Regions from separate parts of the Gasterosteus aculeatus genome. Here region 1 is linked to region 2. Evidence: chromatin contacts called from public Hi-C data. All regions are on one chromosome and are shown on one strand. The core of a region is the stretch at or near the end of the contact, and the rest is flanking DNA. Distances in the headings are between cores, read along the strand shown. Region 1 overlaps arhgap21b (Rho GTPase activating protein 21b). Region 2 holds the start of kmt2cb (lysine (K)-specific methyltransferase 2Cb).

Region 1 (6,426 bases), core at 1,127-3,626, 74 kb before region 2:
ATGAAGAAGCAGGGACCTGTTGACGCAGAGGCACACACGCAGGCATTAGCAGTGGACGGGTCTCCGAGCATGCACATGTGGTTATAGCTTCCAGTAGTTTTTGTGTTTTTCCTTTTCGATGTACTTATTTCAAAATCTTTGTCTCCGTGCCACCGCAGACGAATATTGCCTCATACGCGCTCATCTCCCACTGCTGAATCAGAATGCATAGCACCTCCATTAATCACCAGCACGACCCCCCCACAGCGATGACGCACACGCTTTGGACCCACCCTCTCCGTCTGAAAAGGGGGGATAGCAGCAGTGGTGCTAACCCTCGTTAGCAGTTTGTTTTCCTCGTTTTGGCAAAGGGAGACAAAGTTTTGTGAACTCTGTTTGATTTGCCTTTTTGTTTGTTGTCGACCCCGTTCAGAGGGCGCCGCGGGAGGTAGTCCAGCTCGGAGCGAGAGCGCCTTTCTCTTTAGCGACCACGACATACACCCACTGATCAGCTCCGCTCAGGCCCCCTTAAGTCAGAGGCGACTCCCCCCCACCCCCCTCCCCCAGTCTGTGGTGTGTCTCGGGTTGGGGAAAGAATGCCCACAGCTGGTCGGCGGCTCCGTGCGCCGCTCCGTGGCTGGCGTTTTGTCCGTGATGTGCCGCCGCTCCATCGACACACGAGCATGAGCTGCTTTTCGTGTCTTGGTTCTTTCCGCTGGGTCTCCACTCTCCGCCCTCACCCTTCATCTCAGGCCTCTTCCGCTGCTTTCCTCCACTGGTCACCCGTCCTCCCGTCTCTCTGAGCTGAAAAACCTGTCTGCTTTCATCCAGCTGCTGTCACTGTCCTCATCGTGTCCATGGCGTCCTCCCTAAGCCAACATTCAACCCTTTGTCTTCCTTTATCTTGTTGACTGTTTTTAGCGGGTCAGGGGGTCGGCAGACTTTTCTCTAATTCTCTCTTCTCTTTGATACAGATTCAGCATGTAGTGACTCCTCCAAATCAAAGGTAATGTCTTCCTCTTATTTGATTCAAGCCGTCACTCTCTTTTCCTTTTCATTTGTGATATTCCCGCGCCTTGTTTTTGATGAGTCCTGGTTCTTTCATCAGCAGGGCTTGTGGGGATCAGGGAAGGATCAGTGTAGCAAAGAGATGCTGCGCTCCTCCTTCTTCGCCAGCCGCAAACGTAAGAAGCCCAAAGACAAAGCTCACCCGAGCAGCTCGGACGACGACCTGGACGCCGTCTTCCCCAAGAAGGAGCTCGCCGAGGAGAGCCAGCCGCGGCCCGCGTGGTCCCCGGACCACCGGACCCGGAGCGAGGGGCACACGGACAAAACCGCCGAGAAAGTCAAGCACCGGCTCGGCTCGGAGAAGCTGCCCGACAAACCCAAGAGGAAAGAGTCTCTCTCCTGCAGCATGATATCGCAGCCGTCCCCCTGCCGGCCCCCAGAGCAGCTCTCCTCCCCCCCTGGGCGGGGCTCCCCCGACGCCTCGCCCGCCCGCTCCCCGGACCTCGGCTACCGCCTGCCGATGGCGCACCAGTACTCTCCGTCGGACCCGCCGTCCGCCTACGACGACACGGTGTCCGACCTCGGCACCATGAACAGCACCAGCTCCCAGGCGTCGGTGCCGGAAGCGAGGCGGGAAAAGGCGGCGGCGGCGGCAGCGGCAGCGGCGGCTCCGGAAGCCTGCCCCGGCGGGCCGGGAGCGGAGGTCTGCTCCATCACCTCCGACTACTCCACCACCTCCTCCATGACGTTCCTGACCGGAGCCGAACTCGGCACCCTCAGTCCCGAAGTGCAGTCGGTGGCGGAGAGCCGGGGCGGAGACGACGACGCCGACGACGAGCGGAGCGAGCTGGTCAGCGAGGGGCGTCCCATGGAGACGGACAGCGAGAGCGACCTGTCCGTGTTCACCGCGAGGAAAGCGGAGCCGGCGGCTCCTCGACCGCTGCCCACCTACAGACTCATCGAGGGCGACACCCTCTCCAGGAAGAAGGCGGCACAGCAGAAAACCGCCAGCGAGTCGTCCCTGGACGCAGCGGCTTGGTGCGACAAGGATCCCAAGCGGCTGTCGCGGGCGTCGGGCTGCGCCGCGGGCGTCTCCACGGGCAGCCTCGGCTCCTCGTCTCGCGGCGAACTGGACAAGGCGGAGCCCGCGTGGAAGCTCAAGATCACCGACCGGCTGAAGGTGCGCCTGCGGACCTCCGTGGACGACATGTTCGGCGTGGGCAGCCAGAGGAGCCGGTCCCCGGAGGGCCGCGGCAAGAAGAAGAACATCCGGCGCCGGCACACCATGGGCGGCCAGAGGGACTTTGCCGAGCTGTCGGTCCTGGGGGACTGGTCGCAGCACATCGGCTCGGCCTCCCGCTCGGAGCTGTCGGCCGTGGACCAGCTGAAGCCCAAGTGCAGCTCCCAGGACTTCTCCATCCGGGACTGGATCGTCCGCGAGCGCCACCGCACCAGCAACCCCGAGGTGAGCCTGGAGCCCTCCGAACAGCAGGGGGCGCAGTGCGGCGCGCACGGCCACGGCCTCGGGGCCTCGTCCTCCTCCGAACTCCGCCGCCGTTCGGCGGATGTGTTGAGCGGAGACGCCCCCCAGGGTAAAAATCTGAGCCTTTCGGCCACCGCTCACCCTCATAAGCTCACTAACTCCCAGGTGGTCAATTCGCGCTTCTACCAGTGCCTGTGAGGGGCGTCGGCCGCGCGTGTGTGTGTGTGTGTGTGTGTGTGTGTGTGTGTGTGTGTGTGTGTGTGTGTGTGTGTGTTCTGTGTGTACTTGGGAGTCTTGAGTGTGTTTTTTCTGCCTCGTCGTATCCGGGAGTCTGTCAGTTTAATGTCTGTCAGCAAATGAGCATGTCGTACAAAACCGTATGGAGTGTGTGTGTGACTTGTGTGGGTCTGTGACTTGTGTGTGTGTTGTACTGCACACAGGGTTCGTTGAGCTTGCTCATGTTATAAGGCATGAAACTAGATGGTGTTTATACCTTTTTAATTTCTCCTTTTTTTTAATGACAAATGACTTGGCGCAGCAGGAGTGCCCCCCCTCACTGCCCCCCCCCCCCCCCCCCCCCCCCCCCGATCAGAATCCCTGCTGTGCTGAAGATTCAGAGGACCTGCCGCTCATCAAACAATGAGCCTGTGAAGTGAGCGCGAGTGACACTTTGAGTCGTGATTGTTTCAAAGTTTAGCGAAGTGGCTTTAAGGATGAACTGACTTAGAAGGAATAGGAAGTAGTAAAAAAACAAAGAACTATTTTTGTGTAGAGAAAGTTAGTTTAAAGTCGGCGAGTCTCTCTGTAACCAAATGAAGAATGTACAGACGTGCTTGCTGTGACGCTGACTGAGAGCTTTAGACGCTTGCGTTTCCGCTGAGCTGGAGTCGACGAGCGAGGGGCCTTTCCAAAGGTACAACGGGGACGAAGGAGACACTGGATTTATGCAATTAACAGAAAAAAAAGGTTCTTATTCATCCCAGTGATGCGGTCAAAGAGCAGCGAACAACATCCCTCCAGAGGTTGTGCCGTGGTTTAAGTGCTCGTGCTTCACACATCTGACGCAAGAGGAAGGAAAAGAAGACGGGGGGGATTCAAATCAGAAAATCATGTTTTTCACAATAGGAAGTGCCTCTCAATGAATTGTTAAGGGTGCCATATTGTCTTTGTTGAGATACACGAAGATGTTACTGTGAATGACGTTTTTATTGTCTTAGTCATTCTAGAGGTTACAAACGAAATGCCGAGCTTCCATTCCTAAGGCATTCCACTCCGGTCTTAACATGTTTTATACTTCTCTTCTTTTGTTTTTCATTTTTTGATTTTAACAGAACTTGAATTTTAAATGTTTCTTGTAAAAAAAATAAGTAACTTAAATGTAAATATACGAATGCCATGTTTTAGCTGCTTTACTTTTCAGTTCCCTCGGATTGAAAGACGAAAGTGCAGTATTGTGTGGCCCCGTGAGGCCCCGTGTGGCCCCGTGAGGCCCGTGTGGGTTCTGTTGGTACTCCTCTGAGGACAGAGGTTCTGCGTGAGGAAACGTTGTACCGATGCCGTGTTCCTCTGATTGTTAGGGGGGGTGCGCAGACTCCTGAAACACTGGAAATAAATTTTGTCGATGGAAAATTGTTTTGCATGTTTATTTGTTCACCATCAGTATATTTAAGAAAGGACCTTTCAAAGTAGCTTTTTAACACTAATTTACTTTGTAAAGATCTGCGTTTTCTTTCCTGTCGGTCGGTCAGTCCGAAAAGGTCAGATTAAGTTTGATATAATAAAACAATGGAAAGTCACTTCATGCTAATGGGAGACTGATTCAATCTATTTACGTTCATTTTCCTCTGCAGCCTGGATATTAGAATATTAGTTTCTGGCTTTCATAAAATCTATTTGTGAAAACTGTTTACACTTGAATTTGTTGATCTCAAAAAGGGCCGAACTCATTGGTGATGTGTTTTTTAAACACTTTTCTACCATTGCAATCGAGTTTTTCAACCTGGTTATTGTTACAATAAAGATTCAAATGAAATATACAGGATTTTCTTTGCTTTGCAATTTAATAGTATTTTAAGTTAAAGTGAACAGAAAAGTAATACATTTTCTTGCCATCATGAAGTTTTAACATACTTTACCATAAAATGACACGCTGCCCTATTAATTAAAAAAAACTAAGTAGACTAAGTCCCATATAAATAAATAGTATAAATATTTATATGTACTCTGCCGCTCTTTAGTCGTCCATCCTTGTGTGTGCTGAAGCTTTAGCCTTTTAATAACATTCCTCTCCGTATACTTTGTTAAAAGTCAGTTTAGCAAGTTCAAGTACAACATGTTGACAAAAAGCCACGATGTATCCAAATCATAGTATAGTGACACAAAAGTTGCATTAAGTCATTCTAAAGTGTCATTCTGTAGCATGTGGAGACAAGTCCTTGTAATGTATGTCGCGGAATGTTTGACAATTATAAAAGAGGATCTAACCAAAGATACATTTCAAAATGCTTTATATACAAGTTGCACACACAACATAAAGACTTAAACAATGTAAGATTTATACACTTTGTACATCCGCTGACTACAAACCACTGACAATACTAACGGGGAACGTGAGCAAACAATCGATCCATTTTGCACACAAATCAAAGCAATTGACAAAATGTAAATTCTGCCACGCTGACTCATCAGGATGCCGCTTTGGAAGTTCGATATCAACAGCTCAACATCAAACTATCATATAGTCAGATATCAAAATCTAAATTTGTCAGAAATAAACATTTGTAGTTGACAGTTATTTTGTATTTGATTCCTTCCATATTTTGCGATAAAATGTGCCATAACTTGGGATGTCAACTCATTTTGAGTCTAGAGTTTAGACCAAGCTTATCTATATTTAGTCATTTTCAATGACTCATCAGACCCCAACATCAAAATCCCCCCCCCACAGTAAGGCACAGTGACGAAAGAACAAGAATTTAATTCAGAAATTTGACGAGGGATGATACCATTTCTGGATAGCGTCTTTTTGTAGTTAAACATTGTGCCCTTGTTCTGTAAAGCAGCGACGGACTGATGCAGCCGGACATTCACAACACGGAACAGAGAAGTTCGGAGAAAGTAGCAGGAATCGTACTCATAAACAGAATAATCTGTAAATTTAATCAGGAACGGGTGGAACTGTCAGAAGCAGAATCTCTAAAGAATGCACCAACTTCCCCCCCGAGTGCTATTTTGTGCGGCCAAAGTCGCTGAGCCTGATTTGGAGGCCCGTCAATCAATCATGAGGCCTATTTGTCCACTAGAGGGAGTTCTAGACACACTCGACCGTTCACATCTGAGATGTTTTCTCAGTCCTTCTGAGGTCTCCGAGTTGAGGAGACGGGGGGGGGGGGGCGGCTGCCCGGGGTCCCTTGGGCACATGCGGGTCAGCTGTGATTGGATTGGGTAGCACGTGGTGTGGGCTCATCAGGTAGGAAAGATCTGTTGCATATTGTGCTGCACCAGGTAGCCGGGGCGTGCGCGAAGGGGCGGGTCTAACTGTTGTCCTCGTCCTCGTCCTGCTGGTCGCCCGTCAGTGTCTCCGGCACCCGGAAGCACATCTCGAAGAAGTTGACGAGGGATTGGCTCAGGTGCTGCTGGGTCCCGTCGCTGTGCAGGAAGTGTCCCTCGTCTGGGTATATCTGTTCAGGGATTAATAGACGACCGCACATACCAATAATCGTTATCCATTCAATGTGAGAAAAAGGAGCCAACGATACTAAACTGCTAAGTCGTAGTATAATGTGCCATGAAAAATGTTGTGGTATAATAGGTCATAAGTCCTTGTATGCAAAGTCATAATGTATGAATGTAAATATATTTTATTTCATTGAATGTTAAAGTCACAAATGAGTCATAGAATGTAATGTCAGAAAAGGCCATATTTAGTAAGTCAATGAACGAGGGTGAAATAAGTC
Region 2 (6,046 bases), core at 1,534-4,033:
TTTAACAATGGAAAATAATGAACTGGCTCTGCAGTGATTTAGTATGAGCCAAACTCTACATTACCTGTTCCTGTGCAGACAAAGAGCCCAGTCGGCATCTGGTCTCATGTTTCCTGTCTCCACTGTCGTATGAATACGCTCCATCTACTCACCCGGCAGCTGTCTGTCCTGTTGTCCTACAAACGCAGCGCAGCTGCCTTTACTCTTACCTTGAGCAACGTTAGTGTTTGTCTCTAAAGCCTTGTTCGTCTTGCATCAGGTGTGTATGTTGCTTATCCAAATGCATATATAGCTTGAATTCAGATAACCGCGCGGAAAACAACCGCCGGCATCAATGGAAGGCTGTCATTTTGTGGGAAGCAGCACATCTATTGCATTTCGAGACCCGACCCCCACATGATGGCTTGCATGGCCAGCAAAGTGTAAGTTAATGGCCTCGGAAAAAAAAGCCTATTTCATCTCTTAGTCACACTGCCTCTGTATTCTCTTGAAAATTGGCCCTTAATACCGACAGCCAAAGGGCGTCAATTAGGCTCTACAACCAGAACAAAGCTCTTTTTGCATTTAACTACCCAGCATGTAATTAGGTTTTATTTTCGCTGGAATTAATAATTGTATTAAAACACGTTTGTCTGCTGATAATTATATAAACATGTGTTATTGTAATTGTCATCATAGAGATTTAAATAAGCATTGAAATGGTGGGGCGAGTCTCATTCAGAAATGTGAGCGTCGATGGATTTTCCTTTTACCGCTAGATCCATCCACATAATTCGATAAATGCAGAACTTGTGAGTTTCTGTTGCAATCAGCTCAATTGTACTGCTCATCACCTGAACAACTGGCTAAACAACTGGCTAAACAATGGGGAAGGAGATATTATATGAGCGGCATGGTGAACAGAGCAGACAGTGAGAAAATAGAGCCATGCTGCCCTCTGGATGTAATATAAGAGAAGTGCTTTTCTCAACTAGAAACCGTTTTTGATATTGTTTCCGAAGTCTTCTTCATTTCCTTGTGTTTCTGAATCAAATTCGATTCAATTGAATCTTAAATTGTAGATCATAAGGGATATTTTGTGTCCAAACAAAACATGTATTATTCAAATATATATATATATTATATGAGGCATATATATATACGCTTTCTGAACAACTGCTATCTAAGGGGACACAAGCAAATACAAAATGGGAAATTCTTGAAAAAAATAAAAACATGCTTAGAGATTAATTCAACAGCGCTGGGTGACTTAGTCACATCTGTAAAGTCTGAATAGTTATAATTAGTCTAATAGAAAAATGACTAATGAATGTTTTGAAGAATGACACTGCCATTTTATGTGAATAAGCCAAGACATTTTGAAGCAAAACAACCGAAATTAAAAGACACATTTCCCAACCCAGCGTCCAAAGCTCCACGCTGCTAACTGTAAGACAGACAAACACCTTATACATTGTTTATGTGTGTATTCCTTTTAAACTGCATGTGAGGATTTCTATCTTTTCTCAAGGTAAAACATGTTGATAGATAAGAGTTTCCCTTATTCTCTTTTTTCAATTTCCAGGAAAAATATACCTCATATGAATGATTATGCTGTAAGTAAGACCTGTAGAACTAGAATCAACTTGTATACGCTTACTAAAAGACTTAATTCCATATACAAACCATATTTTCAACTGTTTTTCTTTTCAACCACAGATGGTCTTGGCATGAAAGTGAGATAGTGCCTAGTGACCTCTGGCATTTGTGGAATATTTTACTATATGAGTTATTCATATCTCCCTTATATAAGTCGTCGCTATATTTCTACTTGTTTGTTTGAATTGTCTTTAATTAATTAACTATTAATTTAAAAAAACAATAACAAACGCAAACGCTGTTGTGTGACTTGTGTTTATATGAACCAGCAGGGGGCGCTCGTGGTCTGGGAAAGAGATGCCAGGGTTTACCTTTTAAAGGAAAAGAGCTTTGTTTTTTCCCAGATCATTTTCTGAAGGGTTCACTCGAAAGGACTAAGTTGAAGCTAAAAGCGCCCTAAAAAAACAAAATGCACGTACATTCGTTTCACCCACTGGCTCTTTTACTTATGTGTAGCTGCTGGAAGCCAACCCCTGGGGCTTTTCTGTCATTTAACCCCTGCGTGCACAGTACGTCTGCCTATTAGCAGGTTACCTGTACTAGACGCCTAATGCAATGCATGCATTAGGATTTAGCGTTTGTGTGTCTGTGTGCCTGTGACACAGAAGGAAAGCAGGTCTATCGGCGTCGTGTGTAGCTCGGGGACCCATTTGCTCAGGGTCTTCCCTGAATGGGTGCTAGCTGGACGGGCCATCAACCAGCTCATTCACATAGTATAGTTAATCCGCCCCTGTGTGTTTCGGCCCTGCTCTGGAGAAGCCTGGTGACTATTTGAGCCACTACAGCTGCTGCTGTTGTTGTTGACGACGAATTGCATGAGCCGGAGCACCGATGGTTGACGATCCCCCTCCATCCCGGCTGGATCCCGGACTCCATGTTTTCCGCCCTCCCCGGCCATTATTTTATTTACTGAATGCCCATATCCCTCCGCAGGGTCAGAGAGTATTTTGAAGAAATTGTCAAACGTTTTGCGTAGTATTTGTATCACATAATCATATTGATGTCACCAAACGTTGTCCGCGCTCGCAAATCACCAATTTTTCGACGGCGCAGACGGACCCGGAAAGATGTGTACGCCGCAGTTGTGGTAGGGGGGAGGCGGATCTACTTTTCGAGGAGCCTAGAGGGGTTGTGCTTCGGTCTCACTTATCATTAGATATGGCCACCGTTATAGAGTACATCGAAGCGTAATCTTTAACTTAATTTAGTGAGATTAAACAGTAATTTTGCAGCTCGGCCACCGTGGAAGGCGACATGTTATTGTCGGCAAGCTAATGTTAGTTTTTACATGTCTTTGGAGGCGGTTACTGCGTGGCAGGCCGGCTGCGAGAGTCTCCTAACTGGCCGCTTGGTCCCGCAGTTTGTCGATGCTGAAGAAAATAGAACCAGTTGCCAACCAAGCGGTCGGCACCCGACGGTCGCTCTGCGCGTCGCTGTGTGCTCGCCGAGGATTCTAATCTAGACTTTAATTTGCAGGCTGTTGACTTTTGCAGCCGCTTGGATTTTGGCGCTGAGTTGTTTATACGTTTTATGGTAAAAAAAATTATATTTGTTGGAGGTAGACTCGGGTGGCTAACAGCAACTAACGTTAGCTCTATAACCCGAACTCGTGCGACGACAGCTGTCATTGGAGAAAGGAAAGTGATCCCCGCAAATGCGTGTGCAACTGAAGCGGTTTTCTGTTGGATTTACATCATCTGCCTTCCCATCAAATGGGCAAAGTTGGGAATAACATTACAACGTTGGAATATAATGATATGCGTGATGCATTTTTGAGAACTGCGGTGTTGCTTCATTGGAGAGGCTAGCTAACTCCATTAGCTTGCTAGCTAGTTGGCTGATAAAAGTGCGACGTTTCATCCCCAGTATTTTGGATATGAAGAGGATAATTCGCTATTCATAGGGCTGGAAGGTAAGCCGCAATGGGATATTTACTTATTTGTTGTATGTAAGCAAGATCTGTTTTGCTTTCAGCTTGCGAAGTAAAGCTGAGGCAACATGATCAACCTCCAGTCTGAGGTTGGGGGTTTGTCGCCGCCTTGGCTTTCATGACTCAGGCTATTCAACGGAACGGAACATTCAGGGGGGCGATTCACGGGTGATATTCAGGAACACACGGGAAACCGCAAATGTTTCCCGTTCAACACAACACGCGCCGTCGACATTTCGCACCCATCTAGCGTCAGCTAACGCCAAAAAAGCAGAAAAACGAAGCTTACGTCATTGTATAACGTATCATTTTCACTTTTTGTGTGGCATTGTAGTCCCCCCCCACCCCCCCGAACAGTTCCGTTCCAGTAAATAGACCGAGCCTTTGTGTTTGTGTGTCGGTCACCAACGACCATCGTTACAGGAACGTTACCCGGTTGTAAGTTGGCCAACGGACAGCCCGGTCGTTACACGTTAAGTTTACCCCCCCCCCCCCCCCCCCAGCCAACGTTAGCCGCCGGACAACAAAAGGCTGGAGCGTTGGTGTTTGCTGTGTTTTTTGGGGGTGGTGGTGGGGGGCAAAGGCGTTAGTTACAAGCTAGTGCGACGAGTTGGCCAACTAATCGCAACCACAGCGTAACCTGTTTGCTAACGTCTCGCCAATTCTCCTTTCAAAGTTGTCTTTCTGACTGACGTCCGTCAAACGCGCACGCAGCGACCCGACGCCAGTTGTTTCCACGTCTCCGTTGTATACGAAACGCGGGGTCGTTCCTCTCCCTGCGTTCGGCTCGTTCAAACGACGTCAATTGTTTTAATTTCGTCTGTGGTCGCCGAAGGAAAAAGGCGACCGAGTTCAACACAACGGGTTAGCATCGCTAGCTGTGCGCCGCTGCTTTGTGCCCGGGCTGAGTTAGACAAAAGCTAACGTTAGCACGCCTCCCGATTGCGACGATAGTGGTGGTCGTGACTGACTCGCAGGCACCGGATCCCAACCTCGGATGCTCCGAAGGATCAACGTTATTCTCGTCACTTTCTGCCATTCAATCTGGTTATAAAATGGTCCTTATCCAACTAATTGCTGTTGCATCACCACCGGTAGTGTTGCGGCGAGCAGTGCAATGTTAAGCCCTCGTTTCTCATCTTAAGGATTTAGGCTCACATTTCGTAGTTTTATGGTTAATTGTTCTGACACTTTCGCCATTGCAGCGAGTAATATTTCTCGTGGAGTTTGGTGTTAGTGGACCACCATCTGTCCTCAAAGCCTGTAGGCCAATACAGACATAAGAGAAAGAGAGAATTAACACAGATCGGCAGTGAAATGTGGTATGATGTCCACAATCTCTCAACAGCCCGAATAGAGAGCTGCCTCTCTCATTTCTGAAATCATTGCAGGCCATGCAGGATCCTTTCAATCCAACGGACACATGACAAGACACCGACAGCAGTAATGATAAATGACCGTTGGGGAAAACAAAATGTGCTCAATGCCACTCAGCATTCATATTGCAGAAAAATAAGTTGCCATGCAAAAGAATACAAGGTCATGTACAATGAATCCCACTATGGTTTAAAACCATTTCGCTGCTTTCCTTAAAACTAAATCTAAAGAAGTTGACCGTTGTCCACCGGGAATTGAATTTTGCTACAGAAAAACGAACCAGCAACTAGTTTGTGTGTATTGACGCATCTAACGTTCGAAAATTATTATTTGTATATGAAAACATGCTATGTTTGCTGTAATGTGTTGCAGAACACACCACTCTTTTTTTCTTTTTTTTTCTTAGAAATTTCAGGTGAGTTTAGAAAAGTCCAAGGGATGATTGTGGAAGTTTTTGTGAAGGGGATCGAAAGTTTGAAACTGCAAAATAAACTCGCTGAAACACAGCGGTGATGCAGTGCTACAGTCAAACATTTAACACAACAAACAGTCCCTTGCTTTCTTTTCCAGCAGGAAGAAACACACATGAGCATCCCATTGGATATTACTGACCACGACAAGAATGCTTAAGTAGTCTCTTAGCCTGTCCGCCAAGAACAATATCTGCTCTTTTTAAATGTCCCTTACCAGCCAATTTCGTCCATGTCTGTATTGGAAATGTGCACTGTAGCCAAAGCAGAACATCAGGAGCAGCTGTAGTCAGACATAACTGTCAATGTACTTTACTGTTGTGGAAACAAAAGCAGATTTTTGACAATGCCCCAACGACCGAAGAGAAACCCCAAAAACTTGTGTGAAGCTACAATCATTTCTCATGCAGCTGTTGTTCTCTCGTGAATAAAAATACCACTTGCTGTACTGCGTTGAGTAAAAGCCTTACCGCGTGGCCGGGTTGAGAGAGGCGTGATGCTGTGAGACACACCTGTGCAGGCAAAAATTCTATGGATCAAAAGCTTGTGCCTCATCTCAACGCAGTTGGACGCCATCATTATAGTGACAAATAAAGAACTATCTTTTGGAAGTATGGTGTCCACGCCTCCA

What was found. A called contact is a pair of places that touch in the nucleus more often than the background predicts.
Region 1: a contact with region 2 is called in a Hi-C map of skeletal muscle, with 2.4 times the contacts expected there. The contact joins the enhancer-like site here to the promoter of kmt2cb in region 2. A contact is called at or near these places in 2 of 6 Hi-C or Micro-C datasets (both in skeletal muscle).

What each region holds. Positions count from the first base shown.
Region 1 is chr3:1,451,756-1,458,181 of fGasAcu3.hap1.1, reverse strand. It overlaps arhgap21b (Rho GTPase activating protein 21b), which reads left to right. Exons shown (of 24, transcript XM_078098611.1): 23 at 954-985; 24 at 1,088-4,099. The coding sequence ends at 2,668. It overlaps LOC120815676 (A-type potassium channel modulatory protein DPP6), which reads right to left. Exons shown (of 26, transcript XM_040170540.2): 26 at 4,961-6,150. The coding sequence ends at 6,004. Among protein-coding and RNA genes, the nearest start is that of arhgap21b, 27 kb to the left of the region's middle. Within about 2 kb of position 2,376, at least 1 of the 9 cell types and tissues checked has open chromatin away from gene starts, as enhancers often do.
Region 2 is chr3:1,378,471-1,384,516 of fGasAcu3.hap1.1, reverse strand. kmt2cb (lysine (K)-specific methyltransferase 2Cb) reads left to right here and starts at 2,783. Exons shown (of 58, transcript XM_078098607.1): 1 at 2,783-3,550.